Regions from separate parts of the Gasterosteus aculeatus genome. Here region 1 is linked to region 2. Evidence: chromatin contacts called from public Hi-C data. All regions are on one chromosome and are shown on one strand. Each heading gives the region's core, a stretch centred on a gene start, on an enhancer-like site or on the middle of the called end of the contact. The rest is flanking DNA. Distances are from core to core; before and after follow the strand shown. Region 1 overlaps mxi1 (max interactor 1, dimerization protein). Region 2 overlaps add3a (adducin 3 (gamma) a).

Evidence for each region. Hi-C and Micro-C count contacts between places; a contact is called where the count stands out from the background.
Region 1: a contact with region 2 is called in a Hi-C map of whole body, with 2.4 times the contacts expected there. The contact joins two enhancer-like sites. A contact is called at or near these places in 3 of 6 Hi-C or Micro-C datasets (skeletal muscle, tail fin and whole body).

The regions. Positions count from the first base shown.
Region 1 is chr9:9,367,874-9,372,202 of fGasAcu3.hap1.1, forward strand. mxi1 (max interactor 1, dimerization protein) reads left to right here. Exons shown (of 6, transcript XM_078080479.1): 6 at 1-1,510. Among protein-coding and RNA genes, the nearest start is that of mxi1, 30 kb to the left of the region's middle. Within about 2 kb of position 2,603, at least 1 of the 9 cell types and tissues checked has open chromatin away from gene starts, as enhancers often do.
Region 2 is chr9:9,315,883-9,320,361 of fGasAcu3.hap1.1, forward strand. add3a (adducin 3 (gamma) a) reads left to right here. Exons shown (of 18, transcript XM_078080470.1): 16 at 1,025-1,148; 17 at 3,708-3,800. Among protein-coding and RNA genes, the nearest start is that of mxi1, 22 kb to the right of the region's middle. Within about 2 kb of position 2,644, at least 1 of the 9 cell types and tissues checked has open chromatin away from gene starts, as enhancers often do.

The DNA of each region.
Region 1 (4,329 bases), core at 1,353-3,852, 52 kb after region 2:
CGTTTTGTCCCGTGTAACCCTTTTCAACTTCCCGGTGTTGGGTCTGGATAAACGGGAGCACATCTAATCTGGACTATAATCAACAGTGTGGGTGAACTTTGCTACATCAACACAGCTCGGCCCTAAAAGACCCCCCCCCCCCCCGGGCGCTGCGTTCTGTCCTCGTCTTATTGTGTTTTCATTGCCTCTGCTGGACAAAGCGGACGCCTTGAAGCTCATAACGGTGCTATTGTGAAACAGACCCACTCAGACGCACCGCCACTAAGCTTTTAAAGCGAAACAAAGTGTGTCTGCGCCGATTGTTTCCCGACCGAGCATGGAGGAAAAAACACACCGCACACACACACACACACACAAAAAAATGGAGAAAAAACAACAACAACAACATTCCTGTCGAATGTGGGGGCTCAGTTCATTTCCACGGTATAAATTGTGACTTGTGTGTGTTTTTTGTTTTGGTTTCTCTCCCACTCGACAAGCAGCTATACGACAAGCTATCCTGCACTTGCCTACTTTAGAGCTGTCCATAGAAACGGCACAAAACAAACAACAGCAACAATGAAAAAGTCCAACGACAACAAACTGTCTCTCCTCTTTCCAGCAGTAAGAAGCAATAAGTCCCTTTGGTCTCGTCAGTTTGAAAATCCTCTTTCTTTTTTCTTTTTTTTCCCTCTCTCCTTCCCCTAAAGACTGTGTCACCGTCCAAAAAGCAGATTTATTTTTTGTTTGTTTTGTACATAGACATAGCTTAATGAATTAAACCTTAAAAAGGAGTTTAAAAAAAAAAGAAAAAGAAGTTAGAGCTCATGGATAGAACTATTGCCTCTGTTGCTGTTTGACCTGTGTTTATCGTGTATTTTAAATTCCATTTTTGGAAAGACTTTATCCTCTTTAGACTGGCTGCGGATGGGTATTAAACACTATTGGACTCGCTCAAGTTGCAGGTGGAAACTTTTATAAGTTACTCATCCTGTCGCTACCCTGAGAAGAAATAGAAAAGTTACTCTTTAATGTGATTTAAAAAAAAAAAAACAATAGAGCAACTCCCCGTTGTGGATAATCGACCCAGTATGACTTCTGATGAGTTTGTGTGGCACTCTTATATATTTATTTGACTTACTTTCTCTCCTGTTTATAATATTCATGACCGGGGGGGGGTCTTTGTATTCGGCATTCCACTGGTGGTCAGGTGATCTGAAGAGAAAAGTAAGAAAACGGGTTGTACGATGTCGACCCCCAACTCCACTGGCATTAAGAATTGCACTTCAGCCACAGCTCTCTGTATTTGTTTTCATTTTATTTTCACCTTCCTTTCTCTCATGGATCACGCGTGAATCCTTTTGTATGTGAAAGAAAAAAAATATATAACACCCTTTTTAAATATTTATTTCTCAAAGAAGACAAGCTGTGGGGATAAAAAAAAAAGTTAACTTATTTTGGTTCTGTCTTACTTTACTCCTCTGTTTGATGCTTATATATTCCTCATTCCTTATTTTAAAAATTGTATATTTGATGGCTTTTTGTCGATTGTGTTTTTGGGGGGCGGGTGGGAGGGGACATGAAATGTAGCCATTTTGTTTTCTTGTTTTTCGGATATTTTATTCAGTGGACACTTGAAATGTAATTGGCCCCTAAGCTGCTCCTAGTGCTGAGCCCCGCCTGTCTAGAGTCGCCTTGTCCAGAGCTGCCCCCCCCCCACTCCCCCTAACAACACTCTATACTATGCCTGTACCATAAACGCTGACCCAAAACAACCACACAGACAACATGGCTTCCATACCCAGCCTTCTGGTACGCCAGGTTGCGTTTGGGTCAGTAGTGAAAAGGCTGGGGGGTTGTGTGTGTGGGGGGGGGGGGGTCACCTCTGTACAAGGCTTAATGATAGCCAAGACTTTACTGGCAAATACTGCGCCAGCTACTACACAATTAAAGGGGTCTAAAACTCCACTTTCCTCTCTCAGGAGGATTGTAGTCTCTATTAGACTCGTGTTTTAGTTGACAAAATGTGTCTTACATTTACAATCCAATGCCTCCAACTGAGGACTCAAAGAAACAATAAACGAAACCGAACAAATCACCTGGTTTTTCTCCGAAGGCCAATCGGGAAGTGTAGAGTTTGACGTGCGCGCTCCTCGCGGGGGCTGTGTTGAGGTCGTTGGACTAAGCGCTGAATCAGAAGTCATCGTTTCTGGTGCTCGATCATATGAGGAAACAAACAAAAAGAGAAGAAATATGCCAAAACCACCTCAGAACACCTCAGTGTCCTCTCTCTTCATCTCTCGCTCTCCGAGGGAGAGTTTACATGTATTCTTCCCCTGTTTGAGTTCTAAACCTTCAACTCTTTTGTTTTTTGTTTTCATCTTCATATGTTGGTTTTATGAACCTGCACAGCTGACAGGGGGGGGAAAGGGTCCCGGGTTTGGCCACAAACAGGTGTTCAACCTGCTCACACTCCACAATACATTTTGTACTGCATTGGGACAATTGTGGTGGTGTTGGTGTGTGAAAGTCCTCTGGCCCTCCCTCCATTGCCTCATGTGCAAAACCAATCTGATCTTTACCCCCGGACGAGAGAAATCCAACTATACGATATGCTTTTGCTGCAGCCAGGTGCCGCGTGTGCGTGCGAGTGTGTGAGTGAGTGAGTGAGTGAGTGTGTGCGCTCAATGTTCTTACCCAGGCTGAGCTTTCAGAGGGGCACCTGGCCCGTCACTAGTCTGCACTGATCTCGGTTCACCTGCTGCTCAGTAAACATCAGACGTCTGGCCGCTGTTTGTCACAAACAGACAAACGCGTCCAGTGTCGGGTTTGAATCCCCTGAGAGTGAATGCTCCAAAAAAAAAAAATCAGCAGCTATGATTTTTGCACTAAAAGCTGACTGAGCTCCACCGTCAGCTGAGTGCCGACTGGTCCTGGATCAGCCCGTGTTGGTGCAGAAGATACCACACAATAGCATATCCTCATAAGTGACCACGAAGCTACGTCCGTACTCCCCGTGTTTAAGGTGTAGACATGTTGACCCGTGTTCAGGGTTAACTCTCCTGGAGCGCCGAGTTCCGCTTTTCGCAGTCGGGCCCCGCCGCCGGCCCTCCGGCAGACGGGGTCGGGGAGGCGAAGCGGACGAGCGGCCCCAGCAGGGAGTCGCCCTGTTGTTCTGAACCTGTGGCCATCCTTTGTGAAACATGCAGTCTGATGATGATGATGATTCTAGCCGTATACGTTGAGGATGCAATACTTCAAATAAAAAAATAAAACACCCAAGATTTTCCAAACCTGAATGACTCGCGCGTCCTCCTCCTGCCATGCGATGTGTCCAAGCAGGGGCCTCACGCGGCAAAACGTCAAGAACTCACCCACATTTCTGCTTTGACTTCTAACGCCCGAGGCCTGTACATTCACAACACGAGGAAAAGGAATGACTTAGTTTGAACCGCTCGCAGCTTATGGGCGAATGCAACCTGTGAGGAGGAATCTCCAGCAGATAGTGAACCGCAATCACGTGTTAGGTAGGCAAACTATTCCTGCAGTTTAACTGGACGACGTGCTTCCTTTTAATTATCTATATTCTTCACACGAAAGGTCATCAGCAGCTAGAACAGTCACAGCGTATTTTATCATTTTATCATATCAATTTTATCATTCAAGACAAAAACAGTTTGGCAGATGAAAACAGGGAGATGTTGTTGAAAGCACATGAAATAAAGTGAGTTTACATTGAGTTAAATTTGGTCAAATATCTCGGACCATTTCAAAAGATTAGAAAAACATAAAACACTTTGTGAAACATCACTTCTTATTAGAAAGCACCGTGTCACATGAGTCCAAATAGTCCAAATAGTGTCGATACACCGTCTACACCTGCAGCCGTCTGCACGCGCCACCAATCTGTAGATCACAAGATGTCTGAGTGATCAAAGGCATCTCGTGGGGAGACTTTATTCCGTCTGTAACAAACCACATGAGCATCCACCACATGTAATACTCCTCAAGTGATCACAGCCTGTGAACAATAAAACACACAAAAAACAGTTGAGTGTCTCGACCCCCCCAAGTTATACAAAACCGCGAGGAGTAACGCAGGGACGATGAAGATGAAGATGCTGATCCCTCGGTGCCATGAAGCGCTCAATGCCACGGCCCAGTTCAGGTCACGTGTCCACGTCGGCGGGTTACTCACAGACGGCAAAAACAAATTGGGAGGATGAGTTCTTTTCTCAGTAGAGAAAGCAGTCGAACAAGCGTCCCGCTGTATTTTTATACAGTACGTTTTTTAAATGGTGGAAAAACATGAGCATGAGTAATGAATCACACAGTGGACTCATGTTTAAT
Region 2 (4,479 bases), core at 1,394-3,893:
TTCATTCTGCTCTACAAAGAGGGTCCCGTGGTGGTCTTTATGTCGGCAGCAAGTGCTTTATTGCCTGTCGGACCAACAGTACAGGGTTTCCCTCATCACTGGTTTTTGAGCAATGACCTAAAGTGGAAACACCGCTGCGTTAATCGCCATCCTCAGCACGTCGCCCGGCCGCACAGCCGCCGTAGTGACACCGCTCGACCACTAGGTGGAGGCCAGGCAGAACCTTTTGGAGCCTCCAGTAAATCGATAGCAGTACTTAGTTATCCAGATAAAGGCGTCGATAGAAGGTGACACATACACAGGAAAGATTGAGGTGAAAATATCTTATGCAGAGGTTTTGATGTTGATGCTTTTGTGGTGGTCTTGTGTTGAAGGATCTGGGGCATACAAAAGTTCTGGTAAATATCCACAAATGTTTTACAGTATGTCGTTGCCATGGTGTTTTTATTTTTTTTTGTTGACTGTTTGAATTCATTTGACACCTTACTGCCCGTTTGGAACAACATATTGCATGTGTTTATTAATGTGGTGTTTAAAGATTGACACCAAATCAATTTCATCCGCTTTATTTTCGTCGTAGACGAAACTGGATTCGGCGTTTTTCTTGTGGTTGACTTCTTGAGTTTGACTTTTTTGTCTGTGCACACGTGTCATTTTTTTTTATGTGTATGACGGCGCCCCTGTAGTGTTAATTGCATTAGTGTGTGTGTGTGTGTGTGTGTGTGTCATGCTTGGTGTTTATGTTTCCACAATCTGTGAAAAAGATCTCGGTTTGCAGACTAATTGGTCGGTGATTATACAAGTTTTGTGATGTGGTCGGCGCTTTTATCTTTTATGAGCAGCCACGGTTAAGTTGTGTGTGTTTTCAAGATTGTGTATGTGGGTTTTTTTCTTTGATTTGTGTGTTCAAATAATATGTTTGTGTGCATGCGTTTATGCTCTGATGCATACATTGGTTTGTGTGTGTGTGTGTGTGTGTGTGTGTGTGCTCCCATGCTCACCCCTCTCCCTGTCTCCTCCCCAGCCATACGTGCCCACTGAGGAGGAGCAGATGGCTCCCTTGCCTCCTAACCCCTTCAGTGAGCAGGCAGAGAGGGAGATGCAGGAGTACTACACAAACGTGGAGAGGAGACATCTAAGCCCCGGTGGTACGATACACACAGGTGTACACAAACATGCATTAACACACACACACACACACACACACACTTGAGAGAACATGCAAACTCATGAGTTAGTGGACTGGTGTGTTTGCGTTGGTTCGTAGGTGTGTGGATTTGTTTTTTTGGAATACTTTCACGCTCAACTTGCAAAAACCACAAGGGCCCAGTCCCACTGCGAGACATATGGACTGCTCACTCTGGCACAGATGAACGAGCACACACACACACACACACACACTCAGTGACTTGCATTCAATGTTCTTTGTGTGTGGGCAGCAAACAATCATGCAACTCTCTGATGGCTCATTTAACAACTCTATTTGACATGTTTCAAGATTACTAATTAATCAATAATCAATCCACAAAGCCACTTCAAGCCATTTCAAAGGTCCCAGGAAGAGATTAGGTTGAGCCGGACAGATTTCACCCTAGACTTGAACGACTTGCAGGTCTTTTTCTTTTCTTTAAAGGATGTGTGCTCTCAGTTGGAATGAGAGCCTGCTGACATCCATGTTGATCAATCACAGATATCAGTTCATTTCTCTTTGTTTTTTATTGCATTCTGAGCTATAAATGCAAAACCCATCTGTGCAGACACGTACTGTTGCCCAATAGACCATTAAGATATTCCTTATACTAATGCCATAAAATCAATTTGATTTGACCTGAAGTCTCCAAGCGAGCAGATTCCTCCCTCTTAACGAGTGTCAGGCCACATGGAGTGCGCTCCATCCGCCCTCTCACTTGCATAACAGACTTCCAACTGCAGCGAGGACGGGACCCTAAAAGCCAGATGTTAGCGCGTTCTGCTGAATCCTGTTAAACTTGTTAACGAGCACCATGTGACATTTTCAAGCGCTCCGAATCTGCAAAAACCGCAAGAGCAGATTTCATACGGAACTCAAAAACAAATCCGTCCTTCTAAAAGCTGGAAACTCTGTTCTCCCCTCCTCCTTTGCACGCGGATTGATCACTGCGTGTGATGGGTTTGTTCTCCGCTCTCTCAGCAGTTTGGTTGTTAATAATAAGGCGGACGCGCTCTAGTATTCTAACTGACCGCCTCGGGTATCACACAGCCACGCGCACACGTACACCTTCTATCACGAGGGCCTCGCCCTGCAGCTTCATCTGTGTTAACAGACACACAGACACACAGTATTGTCAATGCTAATCATATTATCCCTCTGTCCCACGGTTTTTCAGACAGGCGGGGGAGGGGGCGGAATCAATAGTGAACATATAGCGAGGGGGGAGGGTTGACCCCTAGTCCTAATTACACACGGAGTCCTGCCATGTTGGAACGGACGAAGGTGTGTGCACATGCGTCCAACGGCGTCGGCCGTCCGCGTGAGGTGCACACGTGTGCATGTGCACATGTACCGCACGAGAGGCCGGTATGACTATAAAAGACGGCAGACCGAACAGACAGCAGGTCTTCACACCAGCCACATGAGCGGAGCCCGTTGCTATGACACTGTTGCCTCCACAGGCCCTCAAATCCCCCGATGGCCAATCTGGATGCAAGCTGGAGACCGTCTGTCATGGCCCCATATATGCCTGGGCAACACACACACACACACACACACACACACACACAGATTTACCCTCTAATTAGTAGTCCAGCCCCCTCTGGGTATAAGCTTTGTAAAGTGTGATCTTTTTTAACATTAAAGGTCAAAACTGACTGTTTTAGAGAATAAAATGTGCATATAGTTTGAAAAGCTTTCATTGGAGGCCGTCATTTTCCACGCAATGAGACCCATGCAGCTCTTTCTCTATTTAAAAACGACGCCCGGACCTTGAACTTGGTTCCCTCTCCAGATCTCCTCTTTGCGCGTGTAACATTTGACAGGGAACATGTTCGCACTGCACCGACTCGGCTGTTGAGAACGAGTGAGACTCCTCAGCAGCCAGAATGTGCAAGTGAACGTGTCAAAGGGATAATGGAAAAGGCATTTATTCACTCCAATCAGTGCTCAACACTAGTGAAGTTACTAATGGGGGGGGACACTCACATTCTCTTGTGTGTACAAACGTTGTTAAAATTAAAATATGTAAAAACAAGTAGCGATCATTTCGTTTCGTTGCATAAAGAGCCAATAAATGCATATAAAGGGCTCCACAACATAAAACCCCCCAAAGCCTTTTACTCCGAGTAGAGTGGTAAGTATTTGTATTTCCCTCAAGTTTGGACAACATAATAATGAATAACGAGTGATGCAGTGGAATGTCTGTTTGTCAGTGCGACATTAAGGCAGCAAAGAAACGTCACAGAGCACAGACACCAGAAAAAAATGGATAACAGACAACCAACAAGGATTTGGGGAATTTTTGTGGAAAAGCAGCTGTGCATGGCCTGATTCTAACATGTGTGTTATCACTAATCTCTCAAACCTACCCACTCCCCCCCCCCCCATGACCCTTCATCCCAAATCCCCCCCTCCCCATCCTCTCATCCCACTCACCCCTGCTGTCGTCCCACTGCTTCAATCCTCTACACCGGCCTGCAATCCTCTCATCCACCCCCCCCCCACCCCTCCACAGATGGAGAACACGAGCTAACCTCCGACGACGGCTCCACTCTCTCCCAGTCTGTGTCTCTCACCCAGTCGCTGCAGAGCACTCCGGCTAAAGAAGGTATCGCTCACCCAGAGAGGGGGGACGTTGTCAGAATGATCTTAACTGCTTTGCTCCGTGTCTTTCACTGTTTCAGAGTGCGCGCATGAGAGGGCAAATTGATTGTTAATTTTGCATGCGCTGCCTAAACTACTGATCCGTCCTATGCCTTCGTACAGCACTAATGATTTTTCCTGTGAAAACTCGTAGGTCCGCAATAAGGAAACTGCAATAATGTCCATTATTATGTTGGGATGAACACTTTTCCGTACCCATGAGAAGTGATGAAGCAAACGTTCTTCTTACTTCTTACTAATGTTACATTACTGCTGATCGCTTTTGGTTTTCAGAGGCGGCTGTCCCGCCCCAAAAACCTTTTGCTGTCAATCAAATAATTATTTTCAGAATGTACATATTTACTTGTTGTTAATAGTCTCGAATGGAGTTCACACCAGGACGAGATCGCCTGCCTCTCCGTTGCCTTGTGTGTCAAACAACTAGCTCGACGGTGTCACGTGATTTATGGGGAATTGAGTAGTTTGCCTCTTTGGTCGATCGTCTCTAATCGATGAACCAAGAGATGTCTGTGTGTGACACTGGAGGCCGGTTGGTGCATCGAACCAGAGACCGAGATCAGTGCGGCCTCCTCACAGGTTGTAAATAGTGACTCTGTGGGATCGACTTCCTGTCTGTGGCCGAC